Linked DNA regions of Mus musculus: regions 1 and 2 are each linked to region 3. The links are chromatin contacts, called in public promoter capture Hi-C maps. All regions are on one chromosome and are shown on one strand. Each heading gives the region's core, a stretch centred on a gene start, on an enhancer-like site or on the middle of the called end of the contact. The rest is flanking DNA. Distances are from core to core; before and after follow the strand shown. Region 1 overlaps Ptpn11 (protein tyrosine phosphatase, non-receptor type 11). Region 2 holds the start of Slc8b1 (solute carrier family 8 (sodium/lithium/calcium exchanger), member B1). Region 3 holds the start of Oas3 (2'-5' oligoadenylate synthetase 3).

Region 1 (4,769 bases), core at 1,694-4,193, 350 kb after region 3:
AAATAAGCTGGGCCCCATGACACTCAGGAGGCAGAGACAGGCAGAGTTGGAGACCAGCCTGGTCTACATAGTGAGGGCTTGTCTCAAAACATTAATTAATTTTAACTGTGTAAAATAAGAATTCAGACCCTCACCTCCAGACGAACTGGCATAGGATTGGCCATGATTTTCAAGAACATTTACCTCCACAGGCAAATCTGCTTGTACATTTGTTCTCAAAGTACCAGAGGACAAATGGGTGTCCTAGCAGCTTCAAAAAGCTGCACACTTAGAGCTGTTGCTCCATGGCAGATTGCTTGTGCCACTTGTCCAAGGCCCCGGGTTCCACCCTCGGAGCTACAAAAGGAAGTTTGGAGTCAGGAGTGGTATTACGTGCCGGTAATGGTAATTCCACCACTTGGGGAATAAAGACAGAAGGATCAGGAGTTTAGATTCACCCTCAAGTTGTTTAGTGAATTTGAAACCAGCCTAGGTTATATGAGAACCTGGTCCCAAAGTTAGGGGAAGAAAAGGAAAAGAAAGGGGAAAGGGGAACGGGGAACGGGGAAAGGGGAACGGGGAACGGGGAAAGGGGAACGGGGAACGGGGAAAGGGGAAAGGGGAACGGGGAACGGGGAAAGGGGAAAGGGGAAAGGGGAACGGGGAAAGGGGAAAGGGGAAAGGGGAAAGGGGAAAGGGGAAAGGGGAAAGGGAAAAGGGAAAAAAAGGGAAAAGGGAAAAAAAGGGAAAAGGGAAAAGGGAAAAGGGAAAAGGGAAAAGGGAAAAGGGAAAGGAGGCAAGGAAAAGAAGAGGAGGGAGGGCAGATAGAACTGATCAAGGGCAGAAGTGGGTCCTGAGACCGAATTGGCCACAGTCCAGAAGAGAGTGACCATTCTTTAGCTGGGAGGGTCCAGTGAGCCTCCCCCAAGACCATCATCCTCTGCCTGGCTCTGCTCTGGGAAGCTGAACTCTGTGGGTCACAGGAGAAGGTCCCTCTGAGCACATGCCTGTACCCCTGCCTCTTAGCCCTCTTGACATAGCAGTGGATTAGGACAACGCAGCTAGAGTTGGAAAGGGAGGAAGGGACCGCCAGGAACTTCTTCCTCTCTTCCGCACCACCTCTTTTAAGCCCAAAGTCTCTGCTGAGGGCATTTTCCCTGGCCCAGGAACCTCCCACTTCAACCAAGTGACAGAATCTATATTCACATCTTCATAGCTGCACGGTGCCTCTCAAAGGCAGGAACACTAACCTGTCTCGGGACTGAATCTTTGCTAAATTGAAGAGGATTTGAACCCCAAATTATTTTCAGTATAATTATCATAATTTCAGTATAAAGCTGCTGTTTCTGCTATTGTGGTGGCAGTCATCTTTAATCCCAGCACTGGGGAGGCAGAGGCAGGTGGATCTCTGAGTCCAAGGCCAGCCTGGTCTACAAAGTGAGTTCCAGGACAGCCAGGGCCACATTCTGAGATTGTTTGAAAGCAAAATAGAACATGTTCTACCCAGGGAGAGGAAACATTAGAGCATTTGTCCCTGAACTGCAAACAGGCTTTGAAGTATAGGGTTACTTCCTTGTAACTATATTTTTTTTTGGAAGAATTATTTTATATACTTGAGTACATTGTAGTTGTCTTTAGACACACCAGAAGAGGGCATCAGACCCCATTACAGATGGTTGTGAGCCACCATGTAGTTGCTGAGAATTGAACTCAGGACCTCTTAATCACTGACCCATCTCTCCAGCCCCCCTTGTAACTTTCGATTTGCCTGAGGAAGACCTTGAACTCCCATCCTGCCTCCACCTCCCAGGATTACAACCTTTGGTTTGCTGGTTTTCTTAGATTTAAAAGACATGACATTCTTTTACATATTCCTGGGGTCAGAGTGACATTTCAGTCTGGTAGACACTGTGGTCAGACTGAGACAAACGGCGTTGCCATCATAGGAAACATTATCATCATTTCTTCACATCAGGGAGTGCGCAAATCCTTGCAATTAGCTATTCTGAAATACACCATTAATTGCTGTCAGCCACAATCATCCTCCCGTGCTACAGAACATTAGGTTCCACAGCCCCCATCACACTGCACCCTGAGCTCATTCATCATTTCCCCCCGTCCTCCGCAGTATGCATACTTCTGATCAGAATGGTACTCGGGATATTAAATATTTAGCTGGGCCTCACGTGACATGGAAAAAAAAAGCTGTGGTAACTGTGATTTGACAAAATTGGGAGGAGAGAACCTCGACTAAGGAATTGCCTCTGTCATTCTGGACTGTGGGCAGACTGAACTATAGTTGGGCCCAGTCTACTGTGGGTGGTGCCATCCCTAGGCTAGGGATGCAAAGGTGGGGGGTGGGCCAAGCCAGAGAGCGAACAGAGAGCAAGGCAGCAGTAAATGGTATTCCTACGGTGTCTATTTCAAGCTCCTGGAATTCCTGCCTTGGTTTTCCCTTGATGATAGATACTGTCTGCCAAATAAATCCTTTCCTTTCCAAGCTGTCTTTAGTCAAGGTGTGTATCACAGCAAATGCAGTTTCTGGAATCTGGACTAGGTAGGGGAGGGGCATCTGCAGTGTAAGCTCCAGGACCAAGGACACCAAGCAGAAGTGAGATGGGACCACACAGCAGGCACTTGGGCCAGGAACTTCTCTGTGGAATGGCAACCTAGTTTAATCCATGGCCTCCTCGCTGTAGAATTTGGCCCTTCAAGCAAAACAGCCGCCATCTTCATTGGATCAGCCTGCTTACAAGTCCCTCACATGTGGATTCTGTATGGATTGTTGAACCTCCCTCAGAGGCAAAGCGTGAGAAGCGCCCTCAGTCTCCCTAGCCTTCCACTGGCAGCTCTTAACTTGAGATGGCCTCAAGGTCTCAGCAGCTGCTAGGGTACAAAAGGCTGAGGAAGGTAACTGATTGGGGCTCCATCTATGCAGTTATCCAGAGCCATCACCCATGCTGGGTGTGGACTCCAGGACCACCCACATTGCCAGTCACCCCTCAGCCACACTCTGTAAGGTGCCCAGTACTTCACTGGCCGCCCAGAGTGAACTCTGATGAACTTGTACTCTGGTTTGCCATTGGGACTGAATGAGACAAGGACAAGTACTGAGCGTGTCTCCACCGGGGAAGCACTGCTCTCACCTGCTCATCTTGGAGGGGCATAACACCAGTAGGCTCTTTCACAGCGGCTCTAAAAGGATGTCACACTGCCCACCATGTACAGCCCAGGATCTCAGGAGAATGTGAACTAAGGCAAAGGGGCCAGGAGTCGCCCGTTCTGAGGTCTCCCGGCTGCTCTTCCTCACCCCATCAGGTCTCAGCCCCCTCAGGCACCTTCAGTAGTAACATCCCATTAACTCCCTCTGACGTGTGGCCCGGGAGGAGTGGGCATGCTTCTCCTGGCTAACTGGTACCATGTCAGGTGGTTTTGGTTATTGCTCACCTGTCTGGCATGGTTCACAGCCTTGCATTTAAAAGGCAATCTGTATTTTCTGGAGAGTCACATGCCTGGGTAGATTGCATCATTTTCATGATGCACCTGGGCTAGACCCTAAGGCCCATGACATGTTATAGTGTAAGTACCCCCAATGCCTTCCCCTCCAACAGAGAACAAACAAGTACCTACTTGGGTGGTCATGAAGTGATTTCTTCCTGTCCAGAACACGCTGAGGTCGGAGGGTGGGGGCCTAGAGCGGGCGGGCACGGCTCAGCAGCAGGAAGCCTCTCTGTACTGCTGGGCGGGCTCAGTGATGAAGACAGAACCCTTGCTTTGAACATGACTCGTCCTGGGAACACCAAGGTTCCCAAGAGCAGTGCTGTCCCTCGGCATAAACACCTTAACACTGCTCAGCCAACCCTGTGTCCTGGTCACTCCCACAGTTTGGGTCTTTATTCCCTCCCAAGTCCTTCTGGGCAGAGCTCCTGCCTGTCCTTAGAGGCCACTCGCTGCAGTTCTGTGGCTCCCACACAGAACCTGGGATGACGGGCCAACTGAGCCACCGTCCCACTTCTTCCCACCACTCCTTCCCCACACACGACAACAGACCAAATGACAAATACTGTAATACAAGAAAATGATTTTATTCTAATTTTTAGTTCCAGACAGCTCACAAATCCACTGCCTCTGACAATACCCAGAGTATATGCAGATACACTCATGGCACAGCTGGGGAAACTTGAGGTTTCTCTACACAAACTATTCTGTTAATGTCGCTTAAAAATCCAGACTACATGATATGCGTGGGCAAAAAGTCAGCTGAGTGCGTCTCTTGACACTAAAGTGTATTAAACAGCAAACAGCCAACCCTTACATGATTCACACCAAAATGATGACACCCAAAAACACGTTCCTTTTAAAGGACAGGTCTATCAGTAAAATATTATATTTCTTTAATACTCTGCCTGATGGATGCTTCATACGCTGTGGGAAAGCTAAGTGTGAGTCTGGCCATCGGCTTCTTGGATGGGCCTTTCCCACCAGCTTTTATTAATCAGAGTCACAATTAGGTCATAAATAAACAGGTATATTATTAATCCCATGATTGAGGTTTAGGAAGAGGAGTTGTGAAAACTACTTGGATGCACAGCCAGGTTCTACAGCACCAACAGGAACTGCTCTCTGCTTCCTGTGCCCTCAACACCCCACAAGAGCAACAGCTGCTAGTGACTGGGGATGCAGTGAGCTCTACTCGGGAGCTTCCTTCCAAGAAAGGGAAAGGGTTCAACAAAGCAGTGGGCTAGCACAGACCCTGAGACAGGCGTCTGAAACTAGGACAATGTAGAACG
Region 2 (4,880 bases), core at 1,524-4,023, 270 kb before region 3:
CTAGATCCTTGGACTTCCCATTCACAGCTGCCCATTGTTGGGGGTAGTTAGACTACAGACCATACATCATCACAACAAATTTCCCTAATATAGAGAGACATTCCATATGTTCTGTGACGCTAGAGAACCCTGACTAACACACCTCCCAGTCCTCTTCTGAGCGCTGGGATTACAGGTGTGCCCTAGCACGCCAGGTTTATGTAATAGAGGCGATGGAACCCAGGGCTTTGATGCTGGTCAAATAAACTACAGGCCAGCCCAGCCCAGCCCAGCTTTTATTGACTTGGGGTTAGTTCCTAAGGGACTGGGGGCAGGAGCTGCATGCCTGCATGTGCTTGTGATGTAAGCACTCAGGAGGTTGATCAGGGATCCAAGGCAGACTATGCTACACAGAGAGAGCTTGCCTCAAAATAGAGACTGAAGACAGGGCAAGCCCGCACATGGTGCCCTGGGCAGTCATCCTCTCAGTGGAACTTGGGGCCTTTCCTTTCCTGACACACAATATAGTCCCACTCTGGTTCTCACAAAAGCCCCTGCTGGACACTTCTGTGGACCAAAACACAGAGGCAGCTGATACTTTCCAAATATGGTCACGGCAGAGTCTTGGTCATCTCACATGCCCTGGGAGAGTCAGGGGCTGTTTCCCTCTCCACAGTGGCTATGGGGGAAGTGGCACTCTTAACTTCTGCCATAAATTCCCAGAAGGGGGTATAGTTAGCTCTCCTTTTGCTCTCCAGTCCCCTGTACTGACTCCTCCTGAGGTATCTTATGAGCACACATCTACCTTGGCATAGCCTGTGCTGGAGAAGCCCAGGAATCAGCTATGTAAAATGGGGAGTCCACGGGGAAGAATCCCTGAGGCTCTGCAGAGAAAAGCAAATGTCTGAGCAGCCTCGGGCTCGGGCTGGACATGCAAGCAGAAGAAGGGCTTGGGTCGGAACCTTTACACGGCAACTCTCCCAAAATCATGCCTCTCAGACACTCAGACATATATTAAGATGTTGGTGGATTAGATCTGTCACTTTGGGAATGGTTGTTACGCAGCAATAGCTAACTGATACATGTCGGAAATCTTCCCCTTCCAGGGGAGGAATTCAATACTGTCCCCCACCCCGTGCGCGCGTGCACGCACGCACGTGCCCCTGCTCTTTGTGACACGTGACACATTTGAAGCAGGTCCTGTGCACTCGAGAACTGTGGTGAGGATGGTGAGCCTTGGTGGTACATGCCTTTGGTGGTAAAGCACTAGGAGGCCGAGAGGACAGATCTGTGAGCTTGGTCTATATGGCTGGTTCTGGTTCTACTTAGTGAGATCCCATCTCAAAGCAAGCAAACAAAGACACAGAAAAGCATAGTGGTGCCGGCAACTGGGGTTCTGGCAGTTCTACCACTCAACTCTATTTTGATTTCATTTTCTTTACTTTACATCCTGACTGAAGTTTCCTCTTCCTCCCACCTGTTCAACTCTTACCATGACAGATGAAGTACTACTGATACAGTTTAACACAGTTTAATACTTTACACTGTGTGTGTGTGTACACGTACATGCGAGCACGTGTGTGTTCATGAACGTGTGTGCAGGCGTGCATATGTGCGTGTGTCTGTGTGCACACATGTGTGTGTGTGCATGTGTGTGTCTGTGTGTACATGCATGTGTGTGTGTGTGCGTGTGTGTGTGTGTGTCTGTGTCTGTGTGTGCACATACCATGGTACACATGTGGAAACCAGAGGACAACCTCCAGGAGTAAGATCTTCGTCACTGTTGGGTTCTAGGGATCAAGCTCAGGTCGTGGGGCTTAGCATCAGTGCCCACATCATTACCCACTGTGCCATCTCAGCAGCCCCGCTGGGCGTGCTCTTTAATTAATCATGGTCTGGGGACTAATCCTAAGGCTCTGAGAACACTCAGCAAGCACCCTGCCACTGAATTTCCCACCGCACCTAAGCCCCCCTTTTCACTTTGCATTCTGGGAAACGGCCTTACTAAATGCAGATGCTGCCCTTGAACTGGAACCTGGTCAGGCTTTTTGAATTTGTTTTTAATCCCCCCAGCCTCCTGAGAAAAGCTGAGGTTGCAGGGCTATACCACTGCCCATCTTGATGTTTGCTGTAGTCTTCTAGGTTGGGGTGCAGCTCGGTGGCTTAGTGTGTGCTGGAGAGGGGAATGCTGACAAATGTCAGATCCAGGCATTTCAGGCTCTACAACCAGACTGCTTGCAGGCAGCAGGAGACCGTTTAAATCATCACCACCACCATCATTATCACCATCACCTTTATTACCGTCATACTGAGAAAATGTCTTGCTGGGATGCTCAGACTGGCCTTAATATCACAATCCTCCTGCCTCTGCCTCTGAAAGGCCAGAACTATGGGCATACACCACCACCATGCCACGTTTCCCCTTACTTTACTATAGCTCTCACCCTTCCATACCACCCTCAGTAACAGAAACTCTAAGCTTCCCCCAACTCCCCCCCCCCCCCCCGCTCCCCTTAGACTTCTCTCGGGCCTCCTGAAGTCTATAACCCACGTGCTTTCAATATAGCATCTACCTGAAAGCAGAAGTGACAGGCTGGGGACAGAAAGCAGGTGGAGAATGGGGAAGACAACAGGGAACAGCTCACAACCCCCACCCTCGGCTGGGAGGCTGTGTCTTTAAGAGCTGGGGCGGGGCGAGCCTTAAAGGGCGTGTCTTGGGCGGGGACAGAGAGGCTCGGGCGTGGCCCGACTGGCAAGTAGGCGGAGTGGAGGTTGTGGGGGCGTGGCCAGGCTGCTCCGGGCCAGGACTCTAGGGGCGGAAGGTTGTGGCGCTGGCCATCCGGCTAGAGGAAGACTCCGAGGTCGCGGATCCAGGCCCCGCCCGAGGTAAGAGGAGCTTCGCAGCCTGTGCACTCGTCGCTCCAACTTCAGCTTCTCAAATCCGCTTTCAGCTGGGACCCCAAAATCAGAAAGTGCTTCCCGATTCCCAACCCCATCCCTCGCCGTCAAGTCTGCCCACTTCACCAACGCCGCAGCACACAGGTGTCCGCATTGCCGGAGGCGCTTCATGCGAGCTTATTTGGAAATGAGTAGAAGAAACTGGAGTGGAGGTGACTTGAGGACGCGGTGTCTGGCTGTCCCTTGGGTCAGCGCTAGAGTCCATTTCACAGATGCGGACCCAGAGGCCATAAGCCCAGCCCCCCCTCCCCTCAGGCTGCCCACCCAGAAAATGCAGAGAGGGAACTGAAGGGTTCTGTGTTTTTCCACTCCACGCCCGTGCCAAGTGGAGTAGCTAGAAAGCGGAGGGGAGAGACTCGTTTTCTGTCAACAGGTGAGGAAGTGGCTGTATTCCCTTCTTCCTCTGGGGTCCTATCTTGTCCTTTGCCCTCTTCCCCCCCCCCCCCGGGGGTGGCGATTTAGAAATGCTTGTGTAAAGAATCACACCCCCTCAAATAAAGCTCAGATGGCCTTTGGCTCCCTGCTTGCAGAAAATAAAATGCACAAAACACTTGGGGCAGCCTGCCTAAGACTCGGAGCCAGTTTTCTGCTTGGACAGAAAAATAAAGCTCTTTCCCCCTGGCTGGAGGAAGTGGGTTATTCATATTGCAGCCCCACCCGCCGATTCGGCTGGTCCCAGTTTAGGCGCCTTTGAGCAACTCACTTCCCTCCTGGCCTCGATTTCTCCATCCAAGGACGGTTGGCTTTCTGGTTTTCTCCCTTGCCACATGACTCTGGGGACAGCCTGGTGAACACTCAGAGAGGGCAATGTGGTGTGGCACTTGAGCTGACAGTGAAAACCGAGAGTGAGGTTGCTTCCCAGTGCCTCAGTTTCCCCATGGAAGGATACCACAGCAGGTTGTGAGGTGTGATATACCGTCTTTGATCACAACCAAGTCCACCTCAGATGTGTGCTTTTAAGGCTGGGACCCAGGGGCTGGTGCACATCTGACATCTCAGCCACCCAAGAGGCTGAGGCAAAAGAAATATGTGCTCAAGGTCAGCCTAGCAGATAGAGGAGACCCTGCCAGTGGTGGCACACGCCTTTAATCCCAGCACTCGGGAAGCAGAGGCAGGCGGATTTCTGAGTTCAAGGCCAGTCTGCTCTACGGAGTGAGTTCCAGGACAGCCTGGGCTACACAGAGAAACCCTGTCTCGAAAAACAAAACAAAACAAAAAGTAGGAATAGGGTAGAAGGGGGTCGTGCTTCAAATTTATAATCCCGACACTTCCAAACTAGAAGCAAGAGGATGGTCACTAGCTCAAGGGCAGCCTGGGCTACCTCATGAATTCCCAGGCTAGCCTGACTCAACAAACAACTAAAAATCACTGGGATTATAGCCCAGTGGTAGAGTGCTTGCCTAGCATATATAAGTCGCTGGGGTCCATCTTTGATGTCCCACCCAAAAAAGGAGAAAAAAAAAATTCCGAAAGTCTGAGTTCCTAGTTCTTGCAAGTGAATATTTCTCATACAGTCTGGCTCGTTCCCTAAGCTTCTTGCAGACCTGATGTCCGGGTGAGGGGCAGATCTCGGAGTCACCTATGGGTTGTGGGTGTGGTGCTCCAGAACAGGAAGCACGTGATGCAGGCCCAGGAGGGCTACGGAATGGAATGGGGTTTCTAAATGGGTGGATAGGGACTTGGCTTAGCTGGGAAAGGTCTCTGGGCCCCTCCTCCTGAGGCCATGCATATGCTAAAATCCCCTCCTCTTACCCTACCCTGCAGGCACTAGAGCAGCCAGCCCGTGAGCAGAGAGGGCTCTGGTCAGGCCTCAAGGGGCCCATGGCAAGCAGATGGCTGGCTCTGCTCTGGGCTCCTGTCTTCCTCTGTGTGGCTCTGATACTGGAGACGGCGTCTGGGACCGGAGACCCATCCACAAAAGCCCATGGACACATCCAGTTTTC
Region 3 (5,092 bases), core at 1,025-3,524:
CGGCAGATACTCGCATGTGAGCCCAGTTGTAGGACTGGAAGAGTCAGATGAGGCACAGGCGCCACACAGTCTGGGGCTCCCGTTACCCCAGTGATGACGCCAGGCCCCTCAAGGCTGATCCTCTGGTTGTGTGTGGAGAGACAGTAGAGGAAATAACCACTAGGCAGCTTCCAGTATCACCCATGAGCACCTCCCTAAGGATGATGGGAGGAAGGTACTTCCTCATCTTGCAAAGGAAACACAGAACACCTGGGAGGGGTTGCTTCCGTCTCTCTTTCCTGAAGCCGAAAAAGAAGAGGAGTGTAGAGGTTTTGCTCTTGCAGGCCGCCTCAGTGCTGAGTGTGGGCCCCCAAGACCTGGAGTCTGCGCCCAAATTATTTCTGATTGGCGAATAAAGATCCTGGCAGCCAATAGCTGGGCAGAAGAGACATGGGTGGTTTAGGTTTCCTGGGCTTGTGGTCTGAGGAGAACCACAAGGAAAAGAAGGCGGTGGAGGGGGAGAAGCTGCTGTGGGTTAGGTGAGTCATAGAAACGTGGTCCCGAGGGCTGGCCAATCAGAGTTAAGAGCAGCCCAGATGAAACATAGTAAGTGATAACTTAGGGTTATTGATGGGAAAGTAGATTCTAATAGCATAGAAGGTAGGTATCTGCCCAGCTCTTGTGCTGTTTAAGGCTTACTGTAAATATAAAGGCTGTGTGTGTCTTTTATCTGGGGGCTGAATGATCAAAGGCAGGGTAGAAACTCTACGCTGGGATTAAAAATCTCTACGACAGAGGAGAGGGGGTTCCCAGCTGACATCTCAGGGGCACAATGAGGGTCTTCCCCGCCATCCTGTATTTAGCTCAGTTATGGTTTTCAAACCCATCCCATGAGGAGTTTAAAGAGGTCTTGCTCCATGAACCCTGTTCCTTCCACCCCCACCCCTACCCGATCCTCTTTGGGCGGTTGAAAGGAGACTTTGTAGCCTCTGGTGGACCACACCTGTAACCCCCAGTACACAAGGGCCAAGTTAGGTCTGAAATAATGGCCTGGTGATGTTTATATTACTCACTGCTCATATATTACTCACTGCTCATCAACCCTCACCCGAGGACCTCTCCACTCTCTAATGCAACTGTGCCCTAAACTGTTCCTGGCCTGAGGTATATCGCTTGGGAGACTGGGAGGAGGGGAGAGCCTGTGCAGCTTACAGAAGGCCTGGTCTCTGCTGGTGAAGACTTTCCAGTGGGGCCCACTTCCCTAGGCTCAGTAAGGAAGACCAATAGATTCATTGTTTCCCAGAGTGACCTGTGGCGGATTGTTTCCTGTTAACCCCTGGGGCTTTAGGAGGAGGGATACACATCCCCCATTCCCTAGAAGGAATTCAGCCACACCTGAGATGCAGAAGCAGGCTCTGTCTCCCAGACCCAAGCCTCCTTCCACATCTCCAGCTCAGATGCAGCCTCAGGAACTGTCAGGTGACCCGAGACCTGCCCAGGACAATCTCTAGTCTCACTGTGCCCCTCCTAGGTCCCTATGATGCCCCTGCATCAGCAGGTTTACCAGGCTTAAGGCGGCTCAGAGTTTATCTCCCCCTAGTTCTCTGAGAAGCCAAAGGTTCTTGGGCGGCCTGGCAGGATGCCCAGGTGACACAGTGTGGCTTAGAGTAGCAGCTCAGCTCCACTCAGCCTCAGTTTCCCCACTCCTAAAGCTGGCAGTAATCCCTACCTCAGGTGCCATGTTGGTGAGGGAGTCTGTGTGCTTTAGCCGGGTCATGTTCTTTTTCTCAAAGACTGGGTCCCAATGGGTGTGAGTGCGTGATCCCCCTGCCTCAGATCAGCGAGGCTCAGGCAGTGTGAAGTTAGAGTCTGAGTGATTGAGTGAATGAGTGAATGAGACAGCCTTTAGGAGAGCATAGGAAGCCATCAGGTGACCCAGTGTGGCCCTGGCTGGGCCTTTACCCTGGAAGTGTAACTTGGGTTTTGATGCCTCAGTTTCCCCACAGACTGGCTGGTTATAGCAACACCTGAGCCATCCCTCAAGAAGACCCTGAAGGTGTTTGCCCTGGGGTGCCCCACCCTCTCACCTTGGCAATCCTTATCACTCTTGGTCTCTGTGACCCTCGGGCTCTGTGCTGCTGTAGGGTGATGTTTAGCGACCCCAGAGCACCCCGTACGGCTGCTGTGAACTCAGGGGCTGGGTGCAGGTTGTGGGCCACCAGCTTATCCAGAGCTCCGGCTGGCGTGTGGAACAGGTCCATGTTGACCGGTACTCTCAGTAGAGTTTCGTTTCTCTCCAGGGCTTCTTGGGGGTGTTCCTGAGGTGACAGTGGGTGTGTTCCCTGAGTCACCTCCCTTCACTTTCGTTTTCTCCTCCCTGCTGAGTTCCTCTCTTCCCTGACTCAGGCTCAGGGTGTTTGTTGAGATTATCTGTTTATGGTTCTGCTGTCTCCTGGTGTGACTTCTGACCCTCTGGGCAGCCTGGGAACATTGGGGACCAGGCTCACAGGTCCCCTAGGTCCCCTGAGGCTTCCTGACCTCCTATTTGGGGACCCAAGATAGGCTGCCACAGAGCACCTCAGAGCCAGGCCTGAGGAAGCAGAGCCCCCCACAGTCCTCCCCACCCAAGTTCTCATCTATTGTTTTGCTGTGCTGCCCTGTGTTAACCTCTCTGGGCCTCAGTTTTTTCCATCTGTAAAAATGGGGTTATATTAATGAGCCTCCATTAAATGCCTGGTAGTGGTCTTAACATAAGTATGCAGGGTGGCAGATGGACAGAGAGGTTGAGTAAGTCATCTAGCATCACACAGCATGACTGTCAGAGTTAGAATCTGAACCCAGGTCTTCCAGTCCCAGGCATCCTGACTTTTTGCTCCTTGCTCTGCTGAGGCACAACGATGCTCCAAGAGGAGACATCAGATTGATGAGTGTGAGGCCCTTGGCTGGGGCTGCACAAAGGACTAAGGTAAGAAATGAGGGCTTCTGTGCTTAGCGCCCTGTTTGTGGGAGGAGATGCTGAAGACAGAAGCAAGGGCAAGTTCAGATTGGAGGCCAAGTGATGGTTCTGCTGCACGCCTGCGTGTTTGTGTGTGTGCATGTGTCTGTGTGTGTGTGTAGGGCATGTGTGTCGGAACATGTGTGTCTGTACTTGTGTGCGCGTGCATGTGCATATGTGTTCACACATGTGTATGTGTGCATGTGAGTGTCTGTCTGTGTATGTATTCATACGTCTGTACATGTGCACATGTGTGCGTGTACATGCGTGTCTGCATCTCTGTGTATGTGTGTGTGCGTGTGTGTCTGCCAGCCAAAACTGCACAAGTGTGGAACAGAGAGTCCGGTTTGTGTGTGTTGAGAACCTAGTGTCTTCAAGTGCTAATCACAGCTGACAGTGTGTGTGTGTGTGTGTGTGTGTGTGTGTGTGAGAGAGAGAGAGAGAGAGAGAGAGAGAGAACTGATATGAATAGGCTATAGTCTGGGGGGCACGATTTGAACACTCCAGGACAGAATATCTTTTTAGATGACAGTGTAATGATGTGGCCATCTAAACCCATCACCTGCCTCAGTCATCACACAGCTTGGCTCTGTTCACTGGAAGAGGCCATGGCCCTGGGGATTGAAAGGATCCAAAGGCATCCTTAGTCTCCTGTGGTCACTTTAGCTGGGGAATAAAGTAAGGGGGTTTCGAGCTATGCCAAACAGCTAGGCAGTCAAAGATAAGTGGGGAAGGCACATGTCATAGCCACATCCTGTGCCTGGGAGCCCTGGGAATCTGTTCTGTTTTAGAGCAGCGAGTGCAGACTGACACACCCTGCCCACCCACCTCCTAGCACCTTTGTTTCCTGTAAGATCTGCTGGGTCCAGGGTTACTGATCTACACATGTCTAGAAGGGACCAAGGAGCTGGGATGTTCCCTGGCCTTTCTTCAAGAGGAGAAAGGACTCTCAGGACCTCAAGGTGCAATCTTATTAGGAGATGAGGCTGTGCTCAAGGACAGTCATTAGGATAGGTCCTGGCCTGAGGCAGCTGGGCTTCTCCTGTGACAGAGTCAGTGGTCAGAGTGTGGTGGTGGTGGTGGTGGTGGTGGTGGTGGGTGGAGGCAGAGGTAGGACAGCAGAACCCAGCAGAAGATAGAATCTCACTTGCAACCTGGGAGGGGAGCTGCCTGCTGATGTCTAGACTTGTGGTTTGTAACCCAGACCCTTGAAGGTCTTTAACCTCACCCCCACCCACACTGTCACTTTGCCACAGGCGTATTTACACAGTTTGTCCCCACAGCCCCTATGAAATGGACCTGGCCCCTTTGCCTTCCTAGTGACTCTGGGTCTGTCGCTCACACACCATCTGCTTCTCTTATTTCTGTTTCTTTTGGGTTTTGTTCCCACCTCTGGGTCTTTACTGAGTCTGTTCCCAGCACCCTGCATGCTGTTTCACTTTTGCAATTGGCTGGAGGTCCTGAGTTCTTCTGTCCTTGGCTAAGAGGTCCCTGCCTCAAGGAGCAACTCAGGAGCCCTTTCCAGGGTCCCGGGGTAGAGTCAGCTGCCCTCCCCACCTCCCATAGAGTCTTATAAACTGAACTTCCTGAGAAAGGGGAGGAAGAACAAGAAGGAAAACCACGTGGGTCCTAAAGACTCTCCAAGGCTGAATATCTAATTAGAACTTAGTGATAGAGAGCTGGAATGTTGACAAGCCAGAGAAAAATTATCTTGGACTCTCTTCAGCACTTTTAGTAGTCAGTCAATGCCCACCATTGGATCTAGCCTAGCACTCTCGGAACGCTGAGGTAAAGCCTGTGGAATGTGTTCTGGCAGAACTTCAGGTTCCAATTGCAGAAGCTAAGAATATCTTCAGACAATATTTCCTCTTTGCATTAACCAGCCTACCCACATCTCACCCACATTCCCACCAAAGTATTTGGTAAGTGTCTTGTTTACAACTTCTTTTGTTCTGTAAGTATTTCCAGCTCAGACTCCTTTCCAGGAGAAAGCCCTCATCAATGTCCAGGGCTGTGGTCGCTCATCAGGGTAAGAGCTGTGTTTTCATGGATCCCTCCAATAAACAGTCTGTGTCACTTCATGATTTGAAGTGAGCCAGCCCTGCTGGAGAGCACCTG

What was found. Promoter capture Hi-C pulls out the DNA fragments that hold promoters and counts their contacts.
Region 1: a promoter capture Hi-C map of embryonic stem cells shows a contact between it and region 3, with 3 times the contacts expected there. The contact joins the enhancer-like site here to the promoter of Oas3 in region 3. A contact is called at or near these places in 1 of 39 promoter capture datasets (embryonic stem cells), 1 of 15 datasets of contacts at CTCF or cohesin (CD8 T cells), 1 of 484 Hi-C or Micro-C datasets (embryonic stem cells), 1 of 115 datasets of contacts at active chromatin or transcription factors (CD8 T cells) and 1 of 9 other capture datasets (embryonic stem cells).
Region 2: a promoter capture Hi-C map of stem cell-derived epiblast-like cells shows a contact between it and region 3, with 2.2 times the contacts expected there. The contact joins the promoter of Slc8b1 here to the promoter of Oas3 in region 3. A contact is called at or near these places in 2 of 39 promoter capture datasets (pre-B cells and stem cell-derived epiblast-like cells), 1 of 15 datasets of contacts at CTCF or cohesin (large pre-B cells), 4 of 484 Hi-C or Micro-C datasets (bone marrow-derived macrophages, embryonic stem cells, haploid embryonic stem cells and 1 more), 5 of 115 datasets of contacts at active chromatin or transcription factors (bone marrow-derived macrophages, embryonic stem cells and pancreatic cancer cells) and 1 of 9 other capture datasets (liver).

Annotation. Positions count from the first base shown.
Region 1 is chr5:121,126,493-121,131,261 of GRCm38.p6, forward strand. It overlaps Ptpn11 (protein tyrosine phosphatase, non-receptor type 11), which reads right to left. Exons shown (of 16, transcript NM_001109992.1): 16 at 4,041-4,769. Among named protein-coding and RNA genes, the nearest start is that of Ptpn11, 63 kb to the right of the region's middle. Within about 2 kb of position 2,944, at least 6 of the 459 cell types and tissues checked have an H3K27ac peak or open chromatin away from gene starts, as enhancers often do. A contact at or near this core is called in embryonic stem cells, where this site is marked.
Region 2 is chr5:120,508,419-120,513,298 of GRCm38.p6, forward strand. It overlaps Slc8b1 (solute carrier family 8 (sodium/lithium/calcium exchanger), member B1), which reads left to right and starts at 2,774. Exons shown (of 16, transcript NM_133221.2): 1 at 2,774-2,865; 2 at 4,702-4,880. The coding sequence starts at 4,759.
Region 3 is chr5:120,775,385-120,780,476 of GRCm38.p6, forward strand. It overlaps Oas3 (2'-5' oligoadenylate synthetase 3), which reads right to left and starts at 2,275. Exons shown (of 16, transcript NM_145226.2): 1 at 2,067-2,275. The coding sequence starts at 2,240.